2 separate regions of the Mus musculus genome follow, and region 2 is linked to region 1. A link is a contact called in public HiChIP or PLAC-seq data. All regions are on one chromosome and are shown on one strand. The core of a region is the stretch at or near the end of the contact, and the rest is flanking DNA. Distances in the headings are between cores, read along the strand shown. Region 1 holds the start of Celsr3 (cadherin, EGF LAG seven-pass G-type receptor 3). Region 2 overlaps Map4 (microtubule-associated protein 4).

Region 1 (4,763 bases), core at 700-3,199:
GACACGTAGCACCACCGTGTGAGGGCGCACATCCTCACGCACCTGTGCCACATAGCGCTTCTCGCTGAACTGGGGCGCATTATCATTCTCATCCAGCACAGTTATGTGCACTCGCACGGTGGCTGAACGTGGCCCAGGCTCCTGGCCCTGGTCACTAGCCTCTACTACTAGCTCATAGCTTTCCATGTGTTCCCTGTCCACGCGGCCACTGGTGCTGATAAGACCCGAACGTGGATCAATCTCGAAAGCAGCGGCGGCTGCGGTGCGCACAGCTGGCGATCCCACGAAGCGGTAGCGCAGGTTGGCGTTAGGTGGCGCGTCGCCGTCGGTGGCACGCAACTGCAGGATGGGGTAACCTTCTTCCACATTCTCACGAAGTGTTTCCCGATACTGGGCTTGCTCAAACACTGGCGCGTGATCGTTGCGGTCAGCTACTGTCACCGCCACCATGGTGGTAGCTGAGAGGCGCGGTGAGCCGTGGTCCTGTGCTGTTACTCGAAGGTAGTGGCGTTCCATACTCTCACGATCCAGAGCGGCAGCCGTGCGGATGAGGCCACTCTGAGGATCAATACTGAAAAGCTCCAGCGAGCGGCTGTTCATGAGCGCCGCCAGCGAGTAGATGAGGCGCCCGGCCTCGCCTGGGTCCGGGTCTTGTGCCACCACGCGCAGTACTGATGTGCCCGCTGCCTCATTTTCAGGTACCAGTGTCTGGTAGTTGTATTGAGGAAACTGCGGGTGGCGGTTTGCAGCACGACGAGGACGAGCCTGGTTAGTTGAGAGTATTTGCTTGGCTTCAGGACCAGTCGGAAACCCGGGAGGGCGCGGCCCAGGGCGCTCAAAGAGGAAACGGCGGCGGAAGAGACCGCGGGAGCGCATGCGCCCGGGAGCTGTCCGAGACTCGCGAGGTGCTGAACCCGGCGTAGGAGCTGTCCTCACAGCACGTGGTGCTGAATCCTCCCCCAGGCCAGATCCTAAAGAGCCGGGGAGGCAGTCCCGCCGAAAGGGTCCCCTGTCCACTGTGGAAGTCGCGGATCTCTCACCCTGACCCTTGTGTCCTGGCTCCCACAGCTTCCCGCAGCAGCGAGAGGTTTCCACTCTTTTGCGGATGCTTCTCCTAGCATTACGCTGGAAGGCCACTGGCCTGGAGCCATCAGGCTGAGCCAGAAGTTCTGAAGGGTGAGGAGAGCTGTTCCTCAGATCAGAATCCCCTGGGGACAGAGCATCGAGTGGCAGGCTACCTCTTCGTAAAGGCCCTGTCCGCCCACAAGAGGAGATCTCTGGGTGCCAACATAACAGATACCCTGGACCCTGACCTGCCTCTTGCTCGCGACTACCCAATGCCTGGACCACCACCTCCGCGTTTGGTTGCTCAGGGGCCCCTCGACCATTCCGGGCGTTTTGCCTACCTACTCGGAGCCTCATGAAGACAGGCTCCCTGACCCCCAGGCCAGGATCTCCATCTTCCCAGACGCCGGGAGATTCGGGACAAAGAGCTACGGCTCCACTGCCGATTTGCGCTCTTGGCCCAGTAGTAGTAGCAACCCCTGGGTCCCAGTCCTGGTCCCCACCGCCCCCCAGCTCCTCCCGGCTAAAAGGGAACAAAGAGAGGAGAAGGAGCAGTAGTACCGGGGTCGACGGTCCCGGGAGACCCCACCATAGAGGCCGCCTCGCCATCACCCCCGCCTCCCGTCACGGCCTCCGCCGCCCCCCGCCCGGGTCCGGGCCTTGGGCCCGCCCCGCTGCTCTGGCCCCCTCCTGGGCCCCTGCCGCCGCCCCGGCCCTCCGCCCCTCTGCCCGTCGCTCCGCGCCGCCACTGCTCTCTGGGCACCATCTACTCCGCGGCCAGAGCCCCTTTGGCATACGGCCCCGGCTTTTGCCGCCCCCACCACAGCATCCCCGACGCCGCTGCCGCCTCCCGACGCTCCAACATGGCTCCCGGCCGCTCCGATGGTTTGCTCCACCTCCGCCCCGATGCCCCAAACCTGGTGGTACAGCCCGTCGCGCATGGCAGTTCTGGCGACTGAAGCCGTTACCGCCATCTTTATTGAGAACAGAAGTGCTGCCCACGGTGCTGAACGGAGCTGGGAGTTTCTCCGCTACTCTGCCACCGCCCTCCCTCTCATCCTAGTGCGCTATTCCAGCGTGGCTTCCTAGTCTTTCTTCAGACCGAGAATCTCGTCTCCCTTTAGAGCGCTAGTTCCGAGCCCTAACACCCATTTTGGTTTGAAAATGTGCTGTCATCGGTCTGGGAAGGGTTACCATATAGAATCCTGGGACTGTGAAAATAATGGCCAGACACCGGCCTGGTTCAAACAATAGCGTTAACTGTTTATTAACAAGTTTAACTTATGAGAAACATGTCGCAAAAATCTCCTTGTTTGCTCCTACAGAACAGGATCTGAAAACGACCCTTCTGAGACAGGAAGAGAAGCCAACTCTTCTCCGCCACGAGAGTCACTAGCGGTCTCCCAGACTTGGGAGAGACACCACGTCTCTCTAGGCTATGGTTCTTTCCAGTGTTCTGAGATGCCACGTGGAACCCAGGGTTGTACAACTGTGGACCCAGCTTCCTCAGATCTCCGCCCCCTCGCCTGCGACAACTGCATCCTTTAACCCCTTGAAGAACCCGACAGAAGCTCAGTTCTCCCTAGTCCTGGTCCAGTCTAGCTTTCCGTCCAACTCCTGGCACGCGCGCATCTCAACCAACCAATAGCTAGATGTGGCGCAACAGACGTCACAGAATCCTAGAGAAAGGCGGCGCATTCCAATTAGAGTGTCATTGTTTCTATTGGCACAATGGGAGACCCCGCCCCTCTCGGAGGACTCCATTGTATGCGGGAGGTAGGAGGGCCTCGCGGGTTCCACGCTAGCCAGCAGAAATAATCCAAAAGACGCGCTATATTGATCAGCCTCCAAACTTGGCATCGGTGATGAGCTGCAACGCAAGGTGCAGGGGACTCATTCATTCTGACACCGAGACAGGAGTCAGGCCTAGGACCCCAGAACATTGCCCTGGGTGCGGTTCCCCCGGCTGAGTGGTTACTACTTCAAACAGTCCAAGAACTCCTGGCCAAGACCTCTGGCCCGCCCCCAAATGGTAGCTATGACATCACCAGCAACCAATCAACGCATTCTCTCGCTCCTGGGTTTCTTTGCTTCGGGGAGGTTTGGCTCACTCGGGTTGCACTGGACGAGGCTGCTGTGATCTGACCCATGGGTATCAGCTGTAGTGTTTGGGGTCGTTAAGTCTTAAGACTCAAGTCAGAGTTCCGTGACAGATACACCATTTGTGCGTGTAGGTGGACTATGTACAGCGGCACTAAAGAAAGTACTCCGTAGGATTGTAGTTCCTGACTAGAGAAGAGAGGAGCGGGACCTGGTTTTGAAGCGCCCGCCGCTCTGTGGGTCCACAGACTAGCTAGTGGAAAGCGCAAATCTCAGGTTGAACAAGGAGGAAACCAGCTGGAATCACAGAGGAGACCCCTGAATGACCTTAGGGATCTGGACTTCCGGTACGAGTTGCCTGAGCAGCACTTTTAGGATGCCATCCCGGCTCTTGCCGCGTGGGCAGATGTGTTAAGTAAGGCACCTTGGCTGAGGGAAATCGTTCCGTTTTCCCCTCATGCAGGGCTGGTGACTGGCCTCCACCTTTGACGTCTCCGTGGCGTCTACTAGAGACGACATTCGAGGCGGCTGCGGGCGTGAGACTGTCTCCCACTTTTCCCCCGTTTGTGGCTGCTGTTGGTAAGCCGTTCCCTCACCTTGTTTTCTCACATATCCTCACTTCTGTGTCCAACCCACAGTAGTCGCTCCCAATGCACTTCCTGGAAAGAGAAAAATGAGGAGCCTAAAGGAGGTTCAGCTGGTGAAGGTGCTTGGTGTCCAAGCTTGAACGCCCGAGTTTGATCCCTGGATCCCATGTAAGAGTGGAAGACCGACCCCACAAAGTTGTCCTCTGACAACCATCCACACTTTCAAATGAAATGCTGTTGGTTCCTCCCTCTGCTTCCAAGACCAGCTTTGTCCCTACCTCCTAGGAACAAGTAAGACCTCCAGGTGGCCTTCTCAATAGTTCCAATTGCAGGGTCTACGCAGGTCTCAGAGACGCAGATTTGATGTGAGGCAAGACCAGACAGTAGTGATGAGAGCTTCACGGGACCTATCTTTTCTGTTAGAATTTCCTTGTAGAATGTGTGCACATTCTGCACATCAAGGCCCTGAGCTCAATCCCCAGCACCATAAACAAAAGAGAGACTCTGGTCTTGATGTGGGGTCACAGACCTTTAATCCTAGCACCCAAGAGACAGAGACTGGTAGATCTCTGAGTTTGGGACCAGCCTTCGCTACATAGTAAGATCCTGTCTCAAAACAAAACAAGCACACATAGAATACTGGCTGTATCTCCTCAGCTTTTCACTGGGCTATAACCAAACTCAAAGTAGAACATACTATATCTCACATGTGGAGCTGTTGAGGACTGCTGTGGAAAAACACATAATTGTGTTAATTGGTCTCATTTTACATGCATGGCCACAGCGTTAGTATGTTAGAGGACCTAGGCAATCAGTGTGGTAGGGCAAGAAAACCAATTGAAAAGAATATGGAGGTTAAGATGGAAAAATCGTGTCCACAGTCAATATGATTGTGTAAGTAAAAAAAAAATCCAAAGAAAGGGTGAGCACTTAGTGGAGTGCTTGCTTCTGTCTGAAGCCCTGGGGTAGATCCTCAGCCCTGAACACACCAGCTGTAGCAGGCAGGCCTGG
Region 2 (4,763 bases), core at 1,310-3,809, 1.2 Mb before region 1:
GCTTCAATTAAGACTATAAACCCTAGGTTTACTTTACAAGGCTAAAGTAGAACAACCCCCAGGTTATCATGGGAACATGATAACATTTTCCACCATGAATTTAAAGCTACCAATAGGCTAAAGGTCCTTCTTAAATAAAATAAAAGCCTGAGGAAGGCAGCCACAGCCTGCACCCTCCCTTCCTCCAGGAGCTATAATGGAAGCAAGTGCAGCTCTGAATGTGAACTGGAAAGATGAAAATCATAAGTAGCCCAGTGAGAAGCTGCCTAAGACTAAAAGCAAAATAACTTGTCACATAATCCTGGAACCTGCTGAGCTCAGCTGGATGAGTCAGCATGTTGCTAAGTAATGGGAAAAACTTTATTTTGCAGGATGAGTAAGGAGAAAGACAAATATCTGATTAGTATGTGGAACACAGGAAACTGCTTAAGGTACAGAAACAGGTGAAGTGTAAGCAATAGTTAAGACAAAGGAAAAAGAATGAAAGAAAATGGAATATTGCTTCTGACCAGGGCAGACAAGAGGAAAATAATAAAAGGGTTTCAAGTGTTACAGTCGCACCCCTGGGCACCCAAACTGACTTGCAAAGCACCACTGCCCTTCCCTGACCTTCCCCAGTTCCATCAGTTCATCATCTGCAGCAACAAGAGCCTGTCTATGGACCTGAAACTCAAGGGAAATCTTCTCCGGGCACAGTGTATGGGTGGCCACTTACCTTTGGCTTCACGTCTCTGGCAGGTAGGGTGGAAGGCCTGGCAGTAGCAGTGGCAGCAGCAGGGCGTTTGTGTGGGGCAGCTGGCACTGAGCCTGAGGCGAGGCTCATGGGTTTTTTATTCAACCCACCAGAGGTGGTGGGAGCTGGTTGCTTAGGGAGAGAAGTGGGCTGTGTTTTGGCTTTCGATGTTGAAGTCTTTGCAGGTTGAGTGGTGGCCAAAGGCTTTAAGTTGATGGTTGTTTAATTTTTAATTTAAAAAATTTAAAGAACATAAAACACACAGACAAGAATAAAAACAAATAAAAATGTATAAATTGCACAATTCAAAGTAAAATTATAAGCAATGAGGATTGATGCAACTGAAAATAAGCATTCCTTTCTTCTGAGCTCAGTAGACAGTAAAGTGATACTAAGATGAAGTTTAAGATACTGTAATTCTCTTTATTCTTAGACACAAGATCTTAGGCATGCTAAGCACATGCTGTACTTCTGAACTATATCCCCATGTCTGTGGAAATGCTTTCTTAATCATAGCGCCACAAATTCCAATGGTTTGATTTTTAAATCATTTATTTTAATAATATCTTTGTCATTAACTTTTGGCAGCTGTAAGAATTTTATAAATAAATGTATCAGTAAATGATTAAATTATTACTGACTGGATTTCTTTTTTAAAAAAATAGGATCTTAAGTTACCCAGGCTGACACACAACTCAGGATCCTCTAGCCTCAGCTGCCAAACTGCTGAGATTAAACGTACAGGCACCAACCACACCCTACTTTTCTTTCCTATGTCTTCACAAGACAGCATAACTATACCCTAAAATGTGGTACCTGTGTGTTTACCAAGTACAAGAGAAAGTTTCTGAAGCCATGGTCTGTCTAAGAAACCTTCATTCATTTTTTTTCTCGAACAGGTTTCAGGGTAAGTCTACAATTGCTTCTTGCTGTTAGTAAGCAAAAGGTAAGTCATTTATAAATTGACAATGGTAGACATAGTAACATCCTGTCTGAAAAAGCCATGGGCACGGTGGTAGAGCACTTGCCTAAGAAGTATAAGGTCCTAGGTTCAATCTCTAGCACAGAAAACAAATATTTAATGAACATTTTACACAGATATACTATAAAAGTGCAGGCAGAGGATTTTGAATGAATGAATTTGGTTTAGGCCAAATGAAAATATAGGATCTATTTTCTAAGGGCATCTAAATTTGAAGAAAGACAAGACAGCTCAGAAAAAAAGACACTGCACTCATGATTCAAGCAATAGCAGCAGAAGGTTTAAAATCACAGAAAAGGGAAACCATCATCCACTGTAGCGCCTACCTTTGCTTTCTTTTCTGGGCTTGGTGGTGGCTCCTTGTTTGGCGGGGTAGTGATGTCATTTCCAGTCACACCTACAGCAGCCTTTGCTTCTTCTTGCCGGGATACTCCTAAAGGGTGGAGAGTCAGCGGAAATTACCTTAAGCAAATGTATTTTACAACCATTTGAAACACGGAAGGCTCCATTGAGAGTCCCATGACTGGAGCTCCATTCTGAAGAACCCAAAGGGCTAGGCTGCCGAGGATGGGCAGCCTGTGTCCTCCCTGGGATCACAATTCTAGGAGCTCTGTCTGAGCACTTGTCACCGTGTGAAGGAGGATCCACCCTGATGATGATCAGCGCAGGGAAACGGCCTTTAAGGTTTGCTTTCCTTTTCCCTGGATACCAACAAAGAGCTTCTGTCACCCAAACACCAACTCCCCGAAAACAAAGGGGACAAAAACCACTTCTGCCATAGTCTACCCCTTAGAGTAAAGGTTGCTGAGAGATGGGGCAAGCGCCAGGTGGTTCAATAACCTCCCTCACTTCCTCTCGCTGTAAAGAGCCACGCTGCAGAGGATGTGAGATTAAGCTGCTCCAATTCTAACTGACCTAGATTTCCAACAAGGCCAAGAGCCGTGGAAAAGAAAGTCATCAGCCTAAGCCAGAAGAACTCCTCTCTTCAGAAGGGAGATACCTCAGGTGTAAACAAGCAAGATGCCTAGGAGCACTGTGACAAGTATGAAATGTGTAGTCCTAACATGGACATTTTCTGACTGGCACAGAAACCATAACCACAAAAAGCATACCTAAATCCAAAAGACACCTGCCACACAATCATTCTCAAACACAAAGAGCTTCAACTCCTTAACATCAGTCACTCTTTTTTGTAACTGGTGTTTTAAGACAGAATCTTATGTAGCCAGGGTTGGCCTGGAAATCACTACACACATAGGGATGAGGTCTGAGTCTCCTGTCTTCACCTCTGGAGTGCTAAGGTTGTAGAACTGTACTGTTGTAACCGAGTTTATGTGGTGCAAACCTAGGCTCTGGGAATGCTACCGACTGAGCTGCATCCCGTGGCTTGCTCTCTTTTCACTTCCTGAAGACTGGCTCGAGTGTATCAGATGCTGGTCCTCTTCCCTCAATCTCCTGAATGCTGTGATTAGAGGCCTGTGCTACCACACCCAGGGCCAGGTATCAGTTCATCTTGTAAGGTTAACAATCTAGCCCTCAGCCGCCCCAAAAGGTCAAAAGAATATAAAAGTAGGTCATAGAAATGCTAAATATGAAAATATGAATAAGTATGCACAGGTATATAATTCCAGTTTTTGGGAGATGTAGTAGCAGCCGGTGTTCAAAGCCAGCTTTAGCTACATAGTGAGATTGAAGCCAGCCAGGGTATATGAGATCCTGTCTCAAAAACCAAACAACAAGGGCTGGAGAGATCTCAAAAGTTAAGAGCACTGACTTCTCTTCCAGAGGACCTAGGTTTGGTTTTCAGCACCCATGTTGAAAACAGATTCAGTCCCAAAGGAGCACTGAGCACTACATGTATCTGATATATCCACGTGCAGGTAAAAACACCTTTGAAATAAAAATAATAAATATTAAAGACATAAAGAGTTGATGGTTCATATCTTGGATCTTCATGGTATTGTATGGATTATATGAATATCGTTTAGAATTTCTAAATTAACATTTTTGGAATTTATTGCTTTGTGCAGAATAAACTACTAAACTTTTACTTCCCCTTAAGATCCTTGAACCAAGCCGGGCGTGGTGGCTCACACTTTTAATCCCAGCACTCGGGAGGCAGAGGCAGGCGGATTTCTGAGTTCGAGGCCAGCCTGGTCTACAGAGTGAGTTCCAGGACAGCCAGGGCTACACATAGAAACTCTGTCTCGAAAAACCAAAAAAAAAAAAAAAAAAAAAAAAAGATCCTTGAACCACCCCACTTTGGTTTTCTGAAGTGAAACCCATGACTTGCACATTTTAGGCACACACTACTGTGGAGCTATATTGTGAGCAGCCCTCCCCCCACCCCTCTAAGCCCACTTTAGGGACTTGAGAGACAGCTCAGTAAAGCAGGCAAATGGATACCTATGTTTGATCCTCAGAACCCAAGGGGAAATGCCTGCTTGTAATCCCAGTGTAAGGTAATAAGTTGAGACTGGCAGGCAGTCTAGTGGCAGCGGGGAGCTGCAGGGCAGTAAGACAGCCCGTTTCAAAGGCAGGAGATGGTATTACCAACATGTCATGTGCAGCTGCACACACACAAACACACAGGCATAAAAGGCTTATTTCTTGTTCACAGCCCTAAGAAAACACCTGCTACTGCAATGTCCTTTGGTTTCTGTTAAAAAATAAAATAAAATCATTCTCTGAGGAGTCCCTCCCTGCTGCTTTAAAGATTTTCTTTTTATAAAAGTTCAAGTTAACTTGAAAATAAGAAGCCTTGTTATAAGATGTTTGGAGATTTTCTACATTTAGAATTTGTTCAGTTTCTTGAACCTCTTATTTATTTTTTTAAGATTTTGTTTATCTTATATACGAGTAAACTGTCACTACAAGGACAACCTGGCCTACAGAGTTGAAACCTTTTCTCATTAAAAAACAAAGCCCAAAACCCTAAAACAATAAAAATGGGATAGAAACAGTGAATCAGAGATGTGATCGGCCCAGTGCATCCCATCCTTATGGGGATTAGTGAGTCCCATCCTTACAGGGATTAGTGAATTTGCC

The links. HiChIP or PLAC-seq counts read pairs in DNA pulled down with a chosen protein or histone mark.
Region 2: an H3K27ac HiChIP or PLAC-seq map of double positive thymocytes shows a contact between it and region 1, with 5 times the contacts expected there. The contact joins the enhancer-like site here to the promoter of Celsr3 in region 1. A contact is called at or near these places in 2 of 39 promoter capture datasets (cranial neural crest and hippocampal neurons), 2 of 115 datasets of contacts at active chromatin or transcription factors (double positive thymocytes and embryonic forebrain) and 1 of 9 other capture datasets (liver).

The regions. Positions count from the first base shown.
Region 1 is chr9:108,823,231-108,827,993 of GRCm38.p6, reverse strand. It overlaps Celsr3 (cadherin, EGF LAG seven-pass G-type receptor 3), which reads right to left and starts at 1,949. Exons shown (of 36, transcript NM_001359572.1): 1 at 1-1,949. The coding sequence starts at 1,674. Gm35025 (a long non-coding RNA gene) reads left to right here and starts at 1,874. Exons shown (of 2, transcript XR_871161.3): 1 at 1,874-3,512; 2 at 3,629-4,763.
Region 2 is chr9:110,060,402-110,065,164 of GRCm38.p6, reverse strand. Map4 (microtubule-associated protein 4) reads right to left here. Exons shown (of 19, transcript NM_001205330.1): 9 at 2,042-2,148; 10 at 716-937. Among named protein-coding and RNA genes, the nearest start is that of Dhx30, 55 kb to the left of the region's middle. Within about 2 kb of position 2,559, at least 33 of the 459 cell types and tissues checked have an H3K27ac peak or open chromatin away from gene starts, as enhancers often do. A contact at or near this core is called in double positive thymocytes, where this site is marked.